Linked DNA regions of Mus musculus: all the other regions are linked to region 1. A link is a contact called in public HiChIP or PLAC-seq data. All regions are on one chromosome and are shown on one strand. The core of a region is the stretch at or near the end of the contact, and the rest is flanking DNA. Distances in the headings are between cores, read along the strand shown.

Region 1 (3,786 bases), core at 773-3,272:
TTGATTGGTTCCTTCTGTGGGTTCTGGGTGGAAATCTGGTCTAAGCCTCTTGATCTGGGCCTCCTACATTACTTGCTGTCTCAGTGTCGAATGCCCTTCTTTTAATTATTTATTTATTTTTGTTTGTTTGTTTGGTTTTTCAAGACAGGGTTTCTCTGTGTAGCCCTGGATATCCTGGAACTCACTCTGTAGACCAGGCTGGCCTCGAACTCAGAAATTCACCTACCTCTGCCTTCCAAGTGCTGGGATTAAAGGTGTGTGCCACCACTGCCCAGCTAATGCCCCTCTTATAAGGACACCAGTTATATTGTGGTTAGTGTTGGGTCCCCTGAACTTGCCTAGCTTCTTTGCATCTCAGCTGCAATGTGACCTGCTTGCTGATAAGCATATTCAGGGCTGTTACTGTTATAACTGTGAACCATCCTGCTCTATGAGTCAACACTATCAAAATCCCAAGAATGAATCGTGCAGTCCTGGAAATGGCATGTGACTTAGCTTGCCTCAGCATCTTGGCATCACGTCCATTCAGCTGGGAATAGGATATAGATGGAGGATGCTGCCCAATCCCTCTGCTGTTCCTTAGTTGATCCCTCTTCATTTCTTCCCAGCCCGACCACCTAACTGACATGGGCTGGCATAAAGAGCAGTATGTTCTTGTCTACACTGATCAGGTTTGCTGGGGTTGGAATCCAGACCATCAGATCCAAGCAGCCAGCCTACCTCTTCAGGATTCTTGCTTATGCATTCACAGCTGCCTGAGTTCTAAACTGGGCTTCTGTCTGTCTTCATTTGCCCTTCTTTGTTCTGACTCGGCTCACCATCTGATACATGAGTCCTAGCCAGCTTCCTCCTGCCTTGGATCAGACCTGCAACTTTGCAGTGGCCGCATTGGCAGAAGCAGATTCAGACCCATGCCTACCTGTGCCTCTGGGGATAGAAGAGGGCCTTAGATCCCCTGAAACTGGAGTTATTAACTGATGTGAGCTGGGATTTGAGCTCAAGTCCTCATCCTCTGCGGGAGCAACAAGTTTTTCCAACCTCTTAGCCATCTCTTCAGTCCCCTCATCTGTATTTTTAAAAGCAACTCTGTGGTTCCAGCATGAACCAGAATCTAAGAATTCCAATATCCCGATACAATCTCTGGGAACGACAAAAAATAAAAGGGAAGAGACCACAAACAGAGTACAGTCCAATCTGCCCAGTACCTAGGAGAGAGAATTAAAAAAGATGAAAAGACTACTTTTGATTTTACTCCACCAAGAAACAGAATGTTAAAGATGTATAGCATGATGGAAAATCCACAGCATCTGCCCTTTAAACACTGCCAGAGTCTCCACTTCTTCACCAAGTATCTTTCATCTTAACCTTTATACCCAAGCAGCGAGTCCACAGACCACCCCCCCCCCCAATGACAAAAATAGCCTGGGAATAGTATTGTTTTCAGGAAGATGTAATTATTTCGAGTTGTTTGGAACATTTTGAGAGACACTGAATCATTGCTTCCTGGTGCTATGATTTAGATCTTGGTAAAAACCTCACGTGATGGTCAGACTTTGTGCAGCCTTCAGTTAAAAATAGCTTGATTGCAAAACCCCAGTGTGCTCGAGAAAATTAAAATAGTTTCCTCCAGCTTCACCAAGGAATGACACACATCTCCCCCTGAAGTGGCATGACCCAAGGCAAACGGTTGAATGGAAATCCATGCATAAGCTCTGCCTTTCCTCTTCACTGCCTTTTCAGTAAATGCTAATTGAAGAAAGCATCTGCATCCAGTTTTCCCTTTATTTTTGTAAATTCTTTGCTTACACCCGGACGAAAAGCCTTCTCTGCCAGTTGCGTGCTTAGGCATTGATCCAATGGAAAGATGCATGGATGGTTTGCAATTTTCCCCTTCGAGTGATGACATAAATTACTCCCCAGTGAGCTATTTACAATGTCGTTCTTTAACCTTGACCCAGTGCACATGTTTTGAGGACTGAGAATCACAAGAGCTCTATATAGTGAGGTTGTGGAGGCCAATCCCGCCTGTCCTTTATAGCTTTCCCACTATGACTCGTTTGTGACATGGCCTCGTGGTTTTGAATGTAGGTAGCAATAAAGCCAGTCACCTTGGGAGAGAGCCATTTCCACTTCAGTATGTTTGTATTCAGCACACTAAGTATTGTAGCCCATGAATCTGCCACTGTCTCAAACAGTGCATTGAGTTGCATTGGTTAGGAGACTTTCACACTAGCAGACTATCAGTGAGCTGATGGTAGGAGCTATAGAGATAGATTCAGTTCTGCTGGATGACCTTGATCAAGGTTGGGATTCTCCCTAAGCCTTTACTTTCTCCTCAGTGTTGATGTGAGGATGGTGCTCAGAGCATACCTGCCATATCTCAGCTTCCTTTTTCCTGTCTTTGGTACCTTTATCTTTAGTGGAGTTCCCTAGACACATAGTTGCACACAGCTATGTGAACACTCTTGGGACTAAATGTTGAGGGAGATGGGGAAAGGTCAGGGGAGGTCAGAAAAGAAACTAGGTTCAGGAGAAATATGACCTGTATGAATGGGGATCCGAAGTATAAATTGCACAAAATTTGCCCCAATTGGAACAAGAAACTCTTTGGCCACCCTATCCTAAGCAGTCACCGACCCCAGGCTTGAAAGGGGAAGCTTCAGGCCAAGTGGTGTCATGAAGAAAATGCAGGTGGGAGCCCATAACAAATGAGGGGAGGGACACTCCAGTCCTCCTGGAACAAGAGGCCTAGAGGAACCTCTGTGGAATATCTGAAAAGTCCTTCAAAGCAAAAGAGGCCCGCGCCAGAACTGGTGAGACCTAAGCTTGCCGTGGTTTGCCCGAGATGATCTGATAAAGCAAGTGTCAGGTATGCTAAGACTGAAGCCAAGGTAATGGGGCTCTCTGGTCTCCATTCTCCTTGGAGCTGGCAATGCCTTGGTTTATGACTGAGTCTAGTCCCTGAGGCTTAGTACCCACTTTTTATGAGTGAGGAGGGCTTCTTTTTTTGCAGTCCACAATCTGTCTTTTATTCCACAAATTATTAGACATGCATCTCTGATGGAGATGGAAGATACAGCTGGAAATGAACTCGACATGCTCATCATCCACAGCAGAACTCCCAGAGAGGCTGGGCCACAGACAGTCACATGGTAAGCCCAGGATGAAAAGGCTCTGTGTGCTCAAAGGAAAGAAGATGCTAGGATAAGAACAGGGACCCTCACTCCTATGTTGGGGGATGTGCAGCAGGGAAATGATTCAGAGAGTGGAGATTCATAATTTACATGGTCAGCCTGTGGGATTAGCCAGTCTCAGAAGGGAAGTTTTTGTGAGTGTGATGAGACAGGCCAGCTAGTGATGGCCCTAGAGAGCCATTTTTGCATTTGAGATTTACTCATAGCGCAAGATGCAGTCCCTAGAAGAATGTTAGCATGCTCTAATTTGCATTTTTATAGATAAAGGCTCTTCTGGCTGTGGGAAGGAAATGTTTTTTTGGAATCTAAGAATAAGAACTATTTATGTACTATTAGAAGTGCTGTGCAAGGTGACTCCACAAATATTTTTCTCTTAATCTTCAGGCAGGCTTTAAACAGGGCATTCTTTGGTGCGTGCTGCCCAGTTGATCCAGCCCCTGATTGAGGCCCATCCCCTCTCCCTGGACTACCTTTGCACATAGTTTGTGTGTGTGGCATCTGTCTCATGTGCTCTCCCTTCTCATTATCCTTGACAACTGAAGTTAGAAGAGTTGGCCTTTGGCTCTTTCTAGGTATCTCAGGAGCCCATGTC
Region 2 (3,786 bases), core at 873-3,372, 610 kb after region 1:
AATCCTGCAGGGATGAGTGTTAGGCCCACCGTTCAGATAAGGCTAGCTCCAGGGTCCAGCCTTGGATGTTCTAGTCAGATACCCTCTTGTCATTACTGTAACTACAAGTTTGCTGTGGCTTTATGCAGATATTCACTCAAGTGATTCTGCTTGGTGCCTGGAAGTGGGGGAGTCACAAAGAACTGAGCCTGGGGTAGCCCCTCCAGAGTAACAGTGGAGAAATATGTTTTCTGGAGCTTTTCTAGATTTTTCTTAAAGTGAATTACATGTTTTACTTGTGCCATATTGGTATTGCTTACTCAAGAGGAATCACTACCCTGTCTGGCCCTGTGCCTTTGGACTTAAGTGGTGTTGAGTTATCCAAAGATGCCCCAGCCCAACCTGTCCCATAGACTTAGGCCCACTTCCCAGGATGCCAAAAGTTCCGCACCTGTCTGAGATATAAAATATTCACCCTGGGCTCTAAGGTACTTTCCAGATTCTAGAATGTCTTTCTAGATAGTTCTTAAGCTCAGATGTCAGTTCATGCGGCTTCTTTTTACTCCGATGTCTTATCACTGGAGTCCTCCAGTCTGTGGTCCCAAGTGGGATGGTATTCCTGTGTTTGTGCAGGTGTCAGTGGGAAGGGTCTCTGAGATGCTTTTCAGCTATTGGTCCATATGCAATGCTCTTGCAATGTGCCAAGCCTCATTGAGTACAGTTGGTTTCCTCAGAGATGGAGTAGAGTAGAGGAAGAAAAATGATACGTGTAATAATCCAACACTGTCCGCTTGACTAGCAGGGATACTAAAGCCCAGAGATGCTCTATGCCTTCCTAGTCTTATGTACAGTGTATATAGACACAGAGGGTCAGACTCAGCTGTGGGTCCCTTAATTATATTAAAGATCTTCTCTGGGGTGGAGAAGGGACACCCACCTTTTCCCTTCATTTCTTATTTCTGAATCACTTTTTAGTTCAAGACCCCAAAAATATACCCCCTGGGCTGGAACGGCCAGACTTCAAAACTGCCTTTGAAATAGGACACTGTGGGAGAATGCAGAAACTCCAAAACACATTTATCAAAGGATTCCCCTTTCGCCACATGGTGATTTACAATCCTCTCCAGTTCTGCAGTCAGTGAACGATGTTTCACCCAGACCCAAGTGTGAGGCTGCAGCTTTAGTGAAGGATTTGCCCAACACACTGGCCACATGCAGATGAGGAAGGGGAGTAGGGAGATGATAGAAAGAACAAGGGACAGAAGAAGGAAGCAGAGAGCAGGGAAACAGGAAATGGGGACTGGGGAAGAAAGAGATGAAAGAAGAGAGAGGAAGTAAGGGAATACAGAAGAGAGGGAAGGAAGACTTGCAGACCTTGCTGCCTAGCCTGAAGTCTAGAATTTTCTTCAAGGCCTCTAAAGAAAGCAAGTGTCACTGCTTGGCAATCCTTAGCACTGCACTCTATGTAAAGGACAGCTCGGCTGTGGTCAGGTGTCGCAAGCAACTATGAGGTCAGTGGTCCCCATTCCTTTTTTCCAGGTAATCTCCTGCATGACAGGAAAGGTGACTCTATGTAGCACCTTTGTTCTCTGGCTGAGAGAACCAATCCTATTCAGGTGTTTGGAGGAACACTGCTCAGGACTTGGGAGAGTGGTTTTTCCAGTCCTTTGACTTTCCCTGGGCTAGGAAGGCAGGAGGTTCCCTGAAGATTTCCATAGTGAAGTCCTGTATGTAGGGAACTTCAGGAACGTCTTATGCAGAGCCCACCAGGGACAAAGAAAACTTGTAAGACACTGGCAAGGAATCCTGGGGCTGGGGACCAGATAAGAGAAAAGCTATTGGTTTGAACTTTCAGAGAGGGCTGAGGAGGGTGTGTGTGACATAGCTGGCTCTCAGCACCACTGGCATTTGGTTGCAGAGAGAGCAATAGCCAGTTCTAATGTCTCGAGCACAATCACTAAAACCAAGCTGAGCCACGTGACTGCCATGCTGTGTTTTCAATTATTCCTTCTCCCCTCTCTGTCTCTTTTGGTGCTAGGCCTAGAGGGAAGTCCCTTTCCACAGAAGTGAGGCTCTGGTCTCTCCACCTCAGCCCTTGCATTCCTTTCCCATTCATGTTTTCTGGGCTGATGAGGCTTGCTTAGAGCAGTCTCTGCTCTCAGAAGGAGGGTGAGTGCCTTGCCCTCTGCCTTCTCCTTCCCACTCCATGGTCTATGTCATCTCTCAGGAGAGCCCAGCCTCAGAAATGACCACTCCTTGTAGAAGGGCTTGCTTTTTATAGCTGACAGGACTCACTGGACACACTCATGGGGTGAGCAGTCTCCACCAAGAAATCTGAGCCTCATCTGGTCTAAGACCTGCATGCAGCCAGTGTCCCCAGCCAAGGGAGCCTATGGCTTTGCACCTCAACCTCAAAGGACCCCATAGATTCTTTGCTCTAGAAGATGCCTAATGAGTGGCTGGTCATGGCTGGGGAACTTGTAGGTGAAGAGAGGACATGGGGGAGAAAGGGAATGGGGTATATAATCTGAGGGTCTATGGAAATTGGTAGATCAAGACATTCAGAACCAGCTGTTATGAGTGAGAATGGATGGAGGGAAAGGCAAGCATTGGCTGGGGTGGAAGTAGCCTAGAAAACACACTATCTCCTGGAAATCATTGTTTTCCAGGACTTAGACTCCTAGTAGTATACCAAAAGACTTTTATTCCAGGAAGATAGATACACTTTTAAGACTAAACCTGAAAGTTTTGATTCGTTTAATGGAATAAACATCATAGCGTCAGGTATGGTTGGATCCAGCTGCTGTGTGACAGCATCTAGGCTTGGTTCTGCTCACATTCCCCTGACCTTCTGCTCCTTGTGCTTTTCTCCACTTCTCACCCCATCTGCCTGATGTCTGTCTGAACCTACCATGTCAATTTTCCTCTCCACACAGTAGTGCTTAGCAACTCATCCTTAGCTCTTCCTCGTCTGGTTTCAGATACTCCTAGAAGGATTTTATCATAAAACTTATTTGTTTTCAAGCTGTCAAATGGCTAATGTACAAGTTCTGGCACACACACACACACACACACACACACACACACACACACACACACACATCATGCACGTCCAACTGAGTATGATCTGAAAGGAAGGAGGTTCAACCAAAGTTATGATCTACAGAGATGTTGCCACGGAGCTGCCAGTTCTGGGGATTTGACAGGACAGTGAGTTGAGGACCTCCTGTGCTGGAGACAGCAGCCGGAGGGCAGCCCTGATGGTTTGGATTTGAAAGGGGATATCTGAAAGAGAAACAAGTAACAGGAAGAAAAAGGCACTGAGAACCCAAAGACCATGGACAGATTCAGATCAATCCTCTCAAGACAAAGCTAGTTTCAGCTTTGTGTTTGAGGCTGAGGACACATTGAATGTGGAACTGATACGGGAGTTTCCATGGCTCTAGGGGAAGGAAGCAAAAATGTGGTGCCGGATCTGGAAGCAGTGGTAAGCTAAGGAGAGAAAGTGCAGAGCACAGAGCATTTATTCAAGAGTACCAGGCAGGGTGACAGGAAGGGCAGCTGCAAGAATAGACTAAGGAGCCAGATTTATTTGTTTTTCAAGATAGGGTCTTGTCTGTCCCAGGGTGGCCTTGAACTCACTACATAGCTGAGGTTGTTCTTGAAGTTCTGATCCTCCTGCCCCTACCTCCCAGATGCTGGGGTTACAGGCACCACTGTGCCTGGACTACCACATAGTTTTAGGGCAGAGGAGGGTTGATGTGCGAATCTCCATGCAGTAAGAGTCACTGAGCAAAGCCAGCTTGG
Region 3 (3,786 bases), core at 384-2,883, 530 kb after region 1:
GCGAGGGACCATTAGTTTCAGACACACCATTTGGAAATAGAGACACACTTGTAAACTGGAGTCTCCTTTTCTTTAAAAATAAGCATAAATTAATTATGCATTAAACATAATGGTTTCACGATGACATTTCCATTCATGCATGTATAGTATGTGATCATATTCCTCTTCTGTTATCTTCCCTTGTCCTCTTTCCCCCATCTCACCGATCCCCTTCCCCTTCTCAACTAGTCCCCTTTATACTCTCATGTCCTCTTCTGGGGATGGAGTGACCCAATGATTTCCACTGGGATTCCTCACAGGGACATGCATATGGGTTTATATACAGGAGCATGGGTGCCTCTCCATTCTCCCAGCAACCACTTCTTCTTATAGATCTTTTGGGAGAGGATAGGCCTATTGAATCCCATTTCCCTAACAACTACCAAATGCCTATAGAGCCTTAAGGAGAAGTGGGGCCTTATGAGCCCTCTCCAAGTGGGACCCGGCAAGCAGTCCTGAAGCTTTCCTCAGTCCTGCCCTGGAGTTTTGTTTAGGGATAACACGCTATATCTATGATTTGTCACAAGAGGGCAGAATTGTCCAATTATGAAATCAAATCTATTTCTGAAGACTCAGGAAAGACCTGGTTCCGCTTAGCTGACTTTTGGTTGAGACTACACCAAGGAGCGTCCAACACAGACATCTAGAAGCTGCAAGCATCTGCGGCGTGAGGTGCCAGGTAGCTGTGAGGAGAACCCTGGCACCTGTGCTTGCCCAGACGCAGTGTCTTCATAACAACAAGCAGAAGCAGCTGCTGTGCCAAGGTGTTTCACACACCTCCTGACACACAGATCCCAACAACCACAAGACACAGGTTTTCACATATCTTACTTTACACATGAGGCAACAGAACCAGAGTTTGTGACTTTACTCAACGTCACAGTGCAGGTAAGTTCTGCCCCTTGAGTCAAGGACACCTGACTCAGAGTCAGGGATTTAAGACACAAAACTAGAGTAGTAACAATACCAGACTGAAAACTACACACTAATGTGCCTGAGGTCTGTGATTGCTATGAAAATAGAAAGCCACATTTTCCTGTTTTCTCTCCCCCCCCCCCCTTCACTCTTGAGTTTCAGTTCTGGCTCTTAGGATGCCTTGGGCACTTCCCAGAACTTCTCTGTATTTGTCAGTGAAGTAAAGCAAACCCTAGCTTTTCCTACTAGACTAAGGGAAGAGGAAAAGCACGCTGTCTGGGGAACTGAGTCTCTGATACCCTTGTTCAGCTACTACCCTAGAGCTCTGTAAGCACCTCACAGCTCTGTAAACACACGAACGAAGGCCCTGTATGCCCAACACTTAGAAATTCTGTATCTAAATAATAGTGATGGTGATGATGGTGGTGGTGGAGGAGGAGGAGAGAGAATGGAATCAACAGCTTATCTTTACTACATAGTGAATGTGACCATCTATGTATGAAATACTTATATTTTTGTGAAGCAATAAAGACTAGGTTTCTTGACCAGGGAGGTGGGATGAGTGGGTTGGTGGGAGACAGAGGCATTTCTGTGAAACTGGGGTTCGCTGAGGGAGCAAACTCTGAGCTGCATGCGAGTCACCCTAGCCTCCGTTGCTCATCGGGAGAAGCATGTGGCTTTCCGTTGCCCAGTTCTACAGCATGGCTCCAGAGGCTCAGATTGGCCCATGTATCTATACTGTGCTGCAGGCCCTGATGACTCTTCACTGTGATAAGATTGAAGTTTCTATCTCAACTCATTTGAGGCAAACCATAACACCACCGCCTAATTATAATATATCTATTTCTTGTATGCAATTCAGGTTTGCCTCGCCTCTGCTTGAATAGGGGGAAAAAGAAGTTTGAAATACATTTTCAATGATTTAGAAGACACTGTTCCTCTGTAGCTCTGGGGCCTCTCTGATCCCAGAAGACAGGCCTGAAGCTCCACCTTCATGCTGGCTAAAAGCCAGAGTCCTCTCAAGGACGTCGGTGAGTCTCCAGCAGGCTTCTGGCCTCTCAGATCCCCTGCTCTGGGGATCAGCTCTTTCCGCAGAGTCAACCTCCCTTCTAAGTGGGAAACATGTTTTTGTCCTGTTCTCCTAGGCAAAGACATTTGTCTTCTTTTAGTCCCTGCTTCCAAAGCTGAACCTGCCCTTGGATTTCCAAAGCCACCAGGGTGTTGTGGAAAACAACAGGCTTCCTCTTCACAGGGCCCACCCTCTTTTGCTGGTAGTGAGGAAGGTAAGGAGATGGGCAGCAATATGGTTCATCTGAGGTCAAGACGTCAGAGTGTGGAGAAGCGAGTGGGACATGAGATGATCGCATTGAAGAGGGCACCCAAGACTGAGTGCTAGAAGGCCAGGTTTGAGATGAAAGAATCCAAGGGAATGTAGCTATTCCTGGGGGTGGATCTAGGCTCTGGGAGAGTCATGTCTGGCTCAGGGGAGATATATGGTATTCATGTGGTGTTCTCTCCTGTAGGAGTCTAATGAAAACAGGAGGGAAAACCAGATGGCGACATAAAAACTTGGAAGACTTTTCTGCTATGTCAGCATCACATGTTCTTTTGTTTAGGGTGGGAATAGATGCCCTGGTTGGGTGCAGCATGAAAGAAAATGATGTCATTTGGTTAGAGTAGGACCATTTTTGGTACCTTGCCTTCTGTATCAAAGGACTCTTGAGTAGGAAGTCAACTTCCATTTAGAAATGCTTTCCCTGTGCCCATCCCCTACCCCTAGCCTGCCATCACTGTGCAGAAGGGCCTCCTCCTTCTTACTATCTACAAAGACAGAGAGCAGGAGTCTCTTATTTACCTGTTTGCCCAGGGTAAAGCACAGGATACCATATACCATGAGTCTCAGCTAAATACACAGCTTCCCACAATCTCCAGATGTTAACTTGATTCTTTTCTCATTCACGTCTACTGCTCTGTCCTTACTACTAGTGCTCCATGAACATGGCGTTCCTTCTTCCTGGTGTCTCCTAACAGCTTTCCTGACATGTCTGCCTTAAATCTACCAACAGCCCAGAGCCACAGCAGATTTCCACAGCTGGAATCTATCCTGCATCAGCTTTTTTTGAGAAAGTTCCTACTGCCTGTAGAAGAGGAGCCATAGGCCTTGATGGCAGAGGCCTTTTACCTTTACCTGTCTGCTCCCTTTAATTTTACTTATTTCACCCTGCAAGGATTTCTGGCCTCTCTTTTCTTCTGAGCCTGCCTTTACTCTGCTTCTCTGCCTGAAAGAAATTCTATTTTTTCTTTTTTTTTCCCCTTTTTTTGTTATTCCTGCTTCTTTGTATTCAAATCTTATTCTTTTTCTATCACCATGTTCTTTGAGCTTCAAAACCGTTTGCATTATAGTTTGAATGTAAACTGGCCCCTATTAAGCTCAGCTCCTGGGTTGTAGTGTTATTTTGGAAGGTAGAAGTTAGATGAGCCTAGTCAGAGGATGCAGGTTACTAGAGATGTCCCAAGGGAAGATAGGCCTTGTCTGGGTCCCTTCCCATCTCTGCTTCCTGTCTTCCGAGAGATGAAGAACTCTGTCTCACTACAACTACAATTCAAACTCCTTATTATTTAACAGTTGTGGTCCATCCCATGGGCCAAGTGAATGGGTACCTCGGATCCAGCCCAAGTTCTAGCCTCCGTTCTGACTCCAGCAAGGTGGGCACATCACTCTCGTGCACTGCATCTTTCACCTTGGATGTGATGGAGTAGCTGGTGCTGACCGTATGTTCCATGCACACCTGTAGGCACTGTGCCTGGGAGCTGGTCCTGCACAGCACTGTG

The links. HiChIP or PLAC-seq counts read pairs in DNA pulled down with a chosen protein or histone mark.
Region 2: a contact with region 1 is called in a CTCF HiChIP or PLAC-seq map of the NIH/3T3 cell line, with 7 read pairs. The contact joins two enhancer-like sites. A contact is called at or near these places in 1 of 15 datasets of contacts at CTCF or cohesin (the NIH/3T3 cell line) and 2 of 9 other capture datasets (adipose tissue and liver).
Region 3: an H3K27ac HiChIP or PLAC-seq map of the NIH/3T3 cell line shows a contact between it and region 1, with 2.7 times the contacts expected there. The contact joins two enhancer-like sites. A contact is called at or near these places in 1 of 15 datasets of contacts at CTCF or cohesin (the NIH/3T3 cell line), 3 of 484 Hi-C or Micro-C datasets (all in uterus), 2 of 115 datasets of contacts at active chromatin or transcription factors (the NIH/3T3 cell line and extraembryonic endoderm stem cells) and 2 of 9 other capture datasets (adipose tissue and liver).

The regions. Positions count from the first base shown.
Region 1 is chr7:84,330,872-84,334,657 of GRCm38.p6, reverse strand. The region is part of intron 5 of Arnt2 (aryl hydrocarbon receptor nuclear translocator 2); the gene reads left to right. Among named protein-coding and RNA genes, the nearest start is that of Gm30873, 4.1 kb to the left of the region's middle. Within about 2 kb of position 2,022, at least 50 of the 459 cell types and tissues checked have an H3K27ac peak or open chromatin away from gene starts, as enhancers often do. A contact at or near this core is called in the NIH/3T3 cell line and uterus, where this site is marked.
Region 2 is chr7:83,724,412-83,728,197 of GRCm38.p6, reverse strand. The region is part of intron 1 of Il16 (interleukin 16); the gene reads left to right. Among named protein-coding and RNA genes, the nearest start is that of Il16, 6.1 kb to the left of the region's middle. Within about 2 kb of position 2,122, at least 27 of the 459 cell types and tissues checked have an H3K27ac peak or open chromatin away from gene starts, as enhancers often do. A contact at or near this core is called in the NIH/3T3 cell line, where this site is marked.
Region 3 is chr7:83,799,513-83,803,298 of GRCm38.p6, reverse strand. No RefSeq gene overlaps it. Among named protein-coding and RNA genes, the nearest start is that of Cfap161, 6.6 kb to the right of the region's middle. Within about 2 kb of position 1,633, at least 40 of the 459 cell types and tissues checked have an H3K27ac peak or open chromatin away from gene starts, as enhancers often do. A contact at or near this core is called in the NIH/3T3 cell line and uterus, where this site is marked.